3 separate regions of the Mus musculus genome follow, and all the other regions are linked to region 2. Evidence: chromatin contacts called from public HiChIP or PLAC-seq and promoter capture Hi-C data. All regions are on one chromosome and are shown on one strand. The core of a region is the stretch at or near the end of the contact, and the rest is flanking DNA. Distances in the headings are between cores, read along the strand shown.

What was found. Promoter capture Hi-C pulls out the DNA fragments that hold promoters and counts their contacts. HiChIP or PLAC-seq counts read pairs in DNA pulled down with a chosen protein or histone mark.
Region 1: a promoter capture Hi-C map of liver shows a contact between it and region 2, with 2.0 times the contacts expected there. The contact joins the promoter of Akr1c6 here to the promoter of Akr1c14 in region 2. A contact is called at or near these places in 3 of 39 promoter capture datasets (cranial neural crest, liver and maxillary cranial neural crest).
Region 3: a CTCF HiChIP or PLAC-seq map of the NIH/3T3 cell line shows a contact between it and region 2, with 7 read pairs. The contact joins the enhancer-like site here to the promoter of Akr1c14 in region 2. A contact is called at or near these places in 1 of 15 datasets of contacts at CTCF or cohesin (the NIH/3T3 cell line) and 1 of 9 other capture datasets (adipose tissue).

What each region holds. Positions count from the first base shown.
Region 1 is chr13:4,432,908-4,435,607 of GRCm38.p6, reverse strand. Akr1c6 (aldo-keto reductase family 1, member C6) reads right to left here and starts at 1,265. Exons shown (of 9, transcript NM_030611.3): 1 at 1,134-1,265. The coding sequence starts at 1,217.
Region 2 is chr13:4,058,332-4,061,031 of GRCm38.p6, reverse strand. Akr1c14 (aldo-keto reductase family 1, member C14) reads right to left here and starts at 1,441. Exons shown (of 9, transcript NM_134072.2): 1 at 1,317-1,441. The coding sequence starts at 1,400.
Region 3 is chr13:3,668,511-3,671,210 of GRCm38.p6, reverse strand. No RefSeq gene overlaps it. Among named protein-coding and RNA genes, the nearest start is that of Asb13, 36 kb to the right of the region's middle. Within about 2 kb of position 1,335, at least 64 of the 459 cell types and tissues checked have an H3K27ac peak or open chromatin away from gene starts, as enhancers often do. A contact at or near this core is called in the NIH/3T3 cell line and adipose tissue, where this site is marked.

The sequences.
Region 1 (2,700 bases), core at 16-2,515, 370 kb before region 2:
AAAAGGAACTTGAGGAGATAGTGGTATAGTATAAAGTCTTTTACAACGCCATTTTGCCTGCACAGCAAATATTAAAACTTTCAGCAGGATGTATGTTCAAAAGAAGAGATCTATATCTAGGAAATTAAGAGCATCATACAAAAAAATTACCCACATACATGCCCTCTTTTAAGCTTCAATTTCTTATTTTGTAGGAATTGTGATTGGAATTAAATTACATTTTTTGTCAAGTAGGATAAATTTTAATTAAAAATACAGAACCGCATTAAAGGATAAAAATGTAATGGTACTGTAGTAAGCACATAAGAAAGTTTATTTTATAGTATAAAGTTGAAGGCAAAAAGTGGAATATGTTTCTCCAGGGTTCATTGTCTTCGAGTTTCTATTCCTTTGACAAAACACCATGACCAAAAGCAACTCATAGAGAAAAGGGTTCATTACATCTTACAACAATAATGTCACACTCCATCACTCAGGGAAGTCAAGGCAGAAACGCAAGGAACTCCTGTTGATGGAATCAGCTATTGCAAAGGCAATAGAGGGGTGCTGCTTACCAGTTTCCTCTTTTTGGCTTGCTTGGTGTGCTTTCTTATGGAACTCAGGACCAGCAACCCATTGATGGCATCCCCTATAATGGACTGGGCTCTCCAACATCAATCACTAATTTAGAAAATTCCCTACAACTTGATATTATGGAGGTATTTTCTTAATTGGCATATCCTCTTCTCAAATGACTTTAGCTTGCATCAAGGTGATATAAAACTACCAAGCATATGAACAAGAACAGCACAGTTTTGCAGCAGATAAAGCACTTTTCAAAAATATACTCAGGATCAGTGTTGCTCAGGCAGCGCTCTTAGCTGTATTTCATTTTCTCTCCCTAATTGGGATGGAGAAAAATGAAAGGAAAAACTAGTGCTCACAATAATCTGGAACTAGGCTCTTGGATAAGTCCCTGATGCTGAATGTCATCTGCCTTTTCCTTGCACAAGGAAGAACTCTAGACTGCTAAAACAGAGAATTAGGTTAGCCCTGAAGAATCACATCAGAATTCAATGACTGTGCATACCATATCAACCCACCTACCAAATTCTCTCTTTGTTTCAACTCTCAACCCCAATTGCTATCATTACCTCTTGAGGTGCATAGGTACCAAACCCCAGTATAGGGATGAAGTGACCATCACTTAGACGCACTGTCTGCTGCTTAGAATCCATGGCTTCTCAGCCCACCAACTGAGAAGATACTATTCTGGCTTCTTTCACAGGACAGCAAATAAATGCTTGGCCTTATCCTAGATGTCCTTGTAATGAGTAACCAATGCAGTTTGTTGAAAAAGATGAAAGCAGCTTTGCACACATAAAGAGGAAACTGGAATGAATTCTGTTTTAAATTTCTGTGATTTGTTTATTGTTATTTTATGTTTATAGGTATATTTCTACATCTATATCATGCACTACAAGCATGACTAATGCCCATGGAAGTCAGAAAGTGCATACAATCTTCTGAAACTGGAGATATTGATAGTTCTTAGTTGTATGCTGGTGTTGATGATCAAACCCAGGACCTCTGGAATAGCAGAGAGCACTCTTAACCTCTGAGCCATCTCTCCATCCCCAACTTTCATGGATGAGAAATTCTTAAGATAATTAAAAAGCTGGAATGCAGCTCAGTGGCAAAAACCTTGCCTATCGTGTCTACAATGCTGGGTTCATTCTAAACATCATAAAGAAAACAAAAGAGAAGGGTAGAGGAGCAGAGAGCAAGGGGAGAAAGGAAGGAAGCTACAAATGATTCCAACTATGAAATGCTGCATACCTGTGCTGGTGGTTATAAAGATTCTTGTTATTAAAACAATTACCTATCTTATAAAACACACTTGTTAATATGTATATATAAACAGAGACTATAAATACAACTAAACATTAAAATAAATTATTAACAAGTGTAAGAACAGAAAAAAAAGAGAGCTGAACATATCCATTTGTAAATTACATCTTGTATCTTTCTTCTCTATATCTCATTAGAATACCCAGTGACACAGGCACAATTCTTACAAATATGCAGTGGAAATTGCCTTATTTAAGTGCCCAATCAACTTTTTACCAAAAACAATTTACAACATACACAAAAGAATCATAAAACAATTAATGATATTTTTGAAATTCAGTAAATACATCTGCGTGTTTATGGCTTCATAACTACTTAGGTTTGAATGACTTTGAGCTTGTTAATTTCTGGAAAACATTAGGAGAGGAATCTGCTGTCTCACAGAACAGACCTAAGTCTCTGAATAACCAATCCATTTCTACTGCACAACTATTGAGCCAAGTTTCTTGGTCCATGTAGACCTACCTAATTACATACCAATAGCTGTCAGTCCTACATTTTAAGTTAGAATCATGCTACACAAAGACATGGACCCTCCCTGAAGGTCTTAACGTCAGAAAGGGAATGGAGAATAAAAAGAAAGGTTTGCGTAGGTTGACTGAGAGTTGAAGAATAAAGGATAATTCACTGTAACTTTACTAAGGAAAATGAGTTCCATGGAGAAAAACAAATTCCCATTCAAACAGGGTCCTGAAGATATTTTTACATAAGTGCAGGATAGTATCATTATCAAAACAAAATAGCTAAGACATATTGCTCAACTGTACTGAAGTTTCAATGTTATTGATCTTTTCTTCTTTGATCATAGGC
Region 2 (2,700 bases), core at 192-2,691:
ATTTTTCTATTTTTGTTATTTGTGCACATGCACATGAGAGAGAGAGAGAGAGAGAGAGAGAGAGCATGTTTTTGTGTGTGATCTGAATATCTAAGGAAGTCCTGTGTGTACCTTTTCTCTTCTGCCCTGTGAGCCCAGGGACCAATCAGACTCAATTCATCAAAGGCCCGACAAAATGTTTCAGGAATTGTTTTCTCTAATGTATTCAATCTACGTAAAATAGTATAATTTAGTTTTCCATTTAAAAACACTATTTTATCTTAAGTGTTTTGCCAGCCTGCATGTCTATGTTGCCTGGTGTCAGCAGAGACAAGAAGAGGATTTTGAATCTCCTGGACCTGGAATTACAGACAGTTGTAAGCCACCATGAGGGTGCCAGGACTTGAACCTAGTTCCTCTGCCACAGGAGCCAGTGCTCTTAACCACTGAGCTCAAACACTGAGTTCCAGTTTACACAACGCAGCCCTGCCCTTCTCTAAACTGTACTGACTCCTACAGATTTACTGAAACTAGAGCTGCTGTGATATCTTTGCTCCTTACCTCTCTTTCAAGCATGCATGCTAAGTAAAAATTCTTATCAGAAGAGGTCAAAGTATCTCTATGATCATGTCTTCTGCATGAGAAAATTGCGACTTAAGCTTGCAGTGCCAGTCTTTGCCACGCACTGAGTAAGTAACCAGAGGATGAGATCAGAATGAAAACATTTCCCCAGGAAAACCTCCTGTTGTATTTTGATTCAAATGTCATGAATGGGATCATGGAGCAAGGATTTAGAGTTGCTTTGTTAAATTATAATTAACCCCAAAAATAGTGTTCTATTTTCTTTTTAGGTAAATGCTTCTAAAGTGAAAGTAGGAAAGAAATTCTACTTCAGTGCAGGTCTGAAGTTTGTGCTGTGGACTCAGACTCTGCTCTTTGTCTGATCATTTGTCATAAACTCCAATAAGTTCTACTACAAATTTGTTTTCTGGCTTCTGAGAGGAATAGTTATTTGAAGCACAGAAAGAAAAAAAAATCCATGTCACTAATCCTTTTGTAATCAATTCAAAGCACAGCAGTAGTACTGATTGGTTTTCATTTACTGTAAAATAGACTGAAACTAAAGGAGAAACAGAGCAGAGCCCAGAATAAACAATATTGTCCACATGATAAGTCTCCAAGGAACAGTAACAAGTCTGACTCCTCTATTACACATGAATAGCTGTAATCTGCAGACCTGATGTCTAATGTGAGCCTGAAGCAAACAGGAGCAAATCTAAAAGCACATCCTTGATCTCTTCTCCTATAAACTCTTAAGCCCAAGACACAACTCTTACCTTATCGGGCACAGTGGTTCCAAACCCCAGTGCAGGGATGAAGTGACCATCGTTTAGTACCACACGTGGGGATACAGAATTCATAGCTTGTTACTCATGCAACCACGCAGGTCTTGAGACTTCTGTTTTCACAGGATAAACGCCAGGAAAATTGCTACAGCTCCTTAAATATCTCCTGGAAAGTTAAACAATGGCATGTGGGAGGAGCCAGCTTAAAGCAATAGTCCAGAGACAAAAACTGGAGGCTGTCTGCATGTGTATGAGAGTGAACTCCAATAAATCAAGAAAGCATGAAAATGAAACCATGAATTTCTTGTAGAAGAAAAGGTTCTGTTCACAGTCCATGCTTAATTGTGTAAATTGTTAAGGGGAAACTGATGGACAGCAATCAATCACAGGTTACCTAGAAAGTAACTTCAGCTACTGGGCTCTGGTTTTCATTTGAAAAGAGTATCTCTTCTTTACTTTCTAAACAGTAAAAGTCTCATTGTGACATTTCCACCCAGACACAATGTTTCTTGATCAAGCTTACCCACTGCCCCTCCTGTTCCCTCTCTGGCCCCCTAAATAGTCTCTTCTCCTTTTATGTCTTTTTTCAAAAACCAAACACCATCTGTGGGGAACACACAAGCTATTTGCCTTTCTGAGTTGGGGATTTTATGTTTAACAAGATGATTTTCACCTAGTCCATTCGTTTTGGTGCAAATGATATGATTTTGTCTGTCCTAAATAAAGCTCTGTTGCAGGAAATATTTAAAAAATGAACTGGCACGTTCCTACTCTTGTGCCTCTGCCCCAGCGGCCTGGCTGACCATGCACTGGTGGGCAACAGCCAGCCTGTTTCTATCTTGTGGAGACTGACTCAAAACTCCACAATCTCTCCACCCAGCTCTCGGGTTCCCACTGGCAGTTGCTACCACGCCAACCCCGTGCTTCAAATCCCCCATGCCTTTGTGGTGCACATCTGGCAATCCCATGCTTTGCCACCATACCTTTCTTGAACCCATATGAGCCACCGAGTGAAGGAAAACGCAACACAAACTCAGTTCAGAAACAATGGTAACTCAATCTCTGGGTGCAACAACTAAAACCTAATCTTGTAAACTAGCCAGCCTGGTTTACAGAGTGAGTTCCAGGACAGCCAAGGCTACACAGAGAAACCCTGTCTCGAAAAACTAAAAAAAAAAAAAAAAAAAAAAAAAAAAGTAAAATCCAATTACTGGCTGAGATAAGAGCACTGACTGTTCTTCAGAAGGCTCAGTGTTAAAATCACAGCAACCACATGGTGGCTCACAACCACCTGTAACGAGATCTGATGCCCTCTTCTGGTGCACCTGAAGACAGCTACACTGTACTTATTTATAATAATAAATACATTTTTTTT
Region 3 (2,700 bases), core at 86-2,585, 390 kb after region 2:
TTTTTGAAGTTTGGGCTGGGATATAGCTCAAACAATGAAATGTTTGCCAGACAATCATGAGAACCCAAAGTTGATCCCCAGAATCTACATTAAAAAACCAGGAATGGTAGTGTAGAACTTGTAATCCCAGTACTGAGGAGGTGGAAACAGGATGGTCCTTGGGGCTCGTTGGCCAGCCAGCCTAGTCTGATTCCCCAAACTCAGGTTACAGTGTGAGAATCTATCTCAGAAAAAAGGAGGAAGAGGAGAGAGAGGAGGAGGAAGAAGTGGAAGAGAAAGAGGAAGAGAGGGAGGAGAAAGAGGAAGTGGAGGAGGAGAAAGAGGGGGAGGAAGGGAAGGAAGAAGAGGAGGAAGAGGAGGAAGAGGAGGAAGGGAAGGAGGAAGAGGAAGAAGGGGAGGAGGAAGAGAAGGAGGGAGAGGAGGAAGAGGAGAAGGTGAATAAGTTCTAAGGAACAAGACTGATGGCTGACATCTGTTTTATTTCAACATGCACATGTGTACTTGCTAACAAATGTGTACACACACACACACACACACACACACAAGAATATTGGAGGCAAAAGTACAGCTATCCTATAAGTCCCTTGGAGAATAAACAGAAGCTAGGAGAGTTAAATAACATGGCAAGGACCTCCCTGCTCTGAAAGTCTCTGGTAGCCCATTTCTCATCACAAGTATGGAAGAGGCCAATCGAACATTGACCCTTCTAAAGCAGCTCATGTTCAACAAGGACAGGAGATAAGGAAGTCGTGTGCTTGAATCCTCGATAGTGTTCTCCCAATCCAGGCCCTTGAACATGCAGTGGAAGGAGCCAGCTCACAAGGCCCAGGCCTCGGAGGCAGACTTGGCTGGTTCCATGAAACCACAAGCTTGTACTTTTTCTCTATAATTTGTGGGAGGCATCAGCATTTCCTCTTTGGAGAAAGGGCAGCCAGCCCTCCAGGGATGAGGCAGGCATGGTAATCAGTAACAGCTGCAGCCTCAGTTGGCCAAGGGTCAAGGCTCCAGTCCTGTTCTTTCCCCCACAGTTTTGCAGTCTGGCTGATCTGGAGCTCAGGGCTGCCACTACAGCCCCAAGCACAGAGCCCCATACTATCTTGAGCCAGCTGTTTGGATTAGTGTTCCTGTCAATCTACAGAGACTAGAATGACATAGGTCCCCCACTCAATGCTGAAAGGATGGATTTGTGAGTCAATGGATGAATGAATCTTTCTACCTCTTTCTTCCTTAAACACGGTCTCAGGAGAGCCATTGCTCAACCTAATGGGCTTCCCAGCCCTGTGCTGAGAAGGGAGTGATAAGTTCCATGTCCAGGTCTCACAGGTCAGAGAGCAGAGAGTCCTCTGACCCTCCACCAGGTCATTCCTCCTGCAGGAAGAGCTCATGCCTGCCTTTCCACTGTACAGCCAGTGGCCATGCACTTGAGCAGACAGCATCAACCTCAGCACCATGCCCCTGGCTGTAGAAGAGCAGGCTGCAGAGGCAAATGGAAAGAAAGGGCAATTCTATGCAGAAGGATGTGAATAAGCCAGGACTTGGGGTGTTTCTGGGCCTTGGCCCCACTCTCCCTGGGGCCTATGAAGAAAGGGCTAACTAATTAAATAGGCTGGGGGAGCTTCTACAAAGACTCAATAGGAAAAGCCACCAACAAGCCATCTCAAGAGAGGCTGTGGTTACCTGAGGGCCAAGGAAAAGAAGGAGTGTGGCAGTATGCCTGAAAAGACTGCCTTTCAGTCAGCGCAGTGGAGAGGCCATCTGCCCTGTTCTCCCAGGTGGCTGTTTGCACTGCTCTGTTGGCTGGCTCAGAGTGGGAAGCCCTGTGGGAACACTAAGTTCTCAGCCCCAGTATGAGGGACCATCTCCTCTGCTGTTGCATTCCCCCATCTTTGTAAACTCCCAACACTGACCCCTTCTTCAAGGCTGGGAACGACCCCACTGACGCAGAACCCACAAGCCATGCATCTGAGCCTTACCACATCATAGCTTGAAATGGTTTGGAAGTGAATCTGTTTCTGGGTTTGTTTTGAGACCAAAATGCATGTTTTGACTTACTCTACCCTTTCCTGTTTCCATAAACTTGTTATGACTGGTTCTTTAGAGTACATGGAGAAAACAGAATTTACAGGTTTGGGGAAAGTGGCCAGTATTCCTCCGAGGAGTGCCCAGCCTTAAGGAAAATGTACTAGGCACTTTTCTGATTGCTGTAACAGAAAGATTCACAAAAGCAACTTACAGAAGAGAAACATTTATTTGGTCCCTGGTCCAAGGGTTCGGTCCACAATGGTGCAGGAGGCGTGACTGCAGGAATGTGACATGGCTGGTCACATTACATCCACAATCAGGAAGTAAAGAGAGATGGATGCTGTTGCTCAATTTGATTTCTCCTTTTTATTCCAGTCAGGTCCCCAGGCGTCCCATAGGATCATGCTACCCACATTTATAGTGGATGTTCCCATATCAGTTAACCCAGTCTAGCAACTCTCTAACACTTATGCCTGGAGATTTGTCTCTTGGGAAAGCCTAGATTCTGTCAAGCTGACAGTACTAACCTTCACAAGTGGCCTTGGATAAAGAGAATGAGCAGCCAGAGAGTACCATACAATCTCAGGAGCAATAACAGGAAAGTGAAGAAGACCACCTAGAGAGAGCATTACGGTCAGTGTTGACTAGGAGTGTATCATGCATGAGGGACCATCTGAA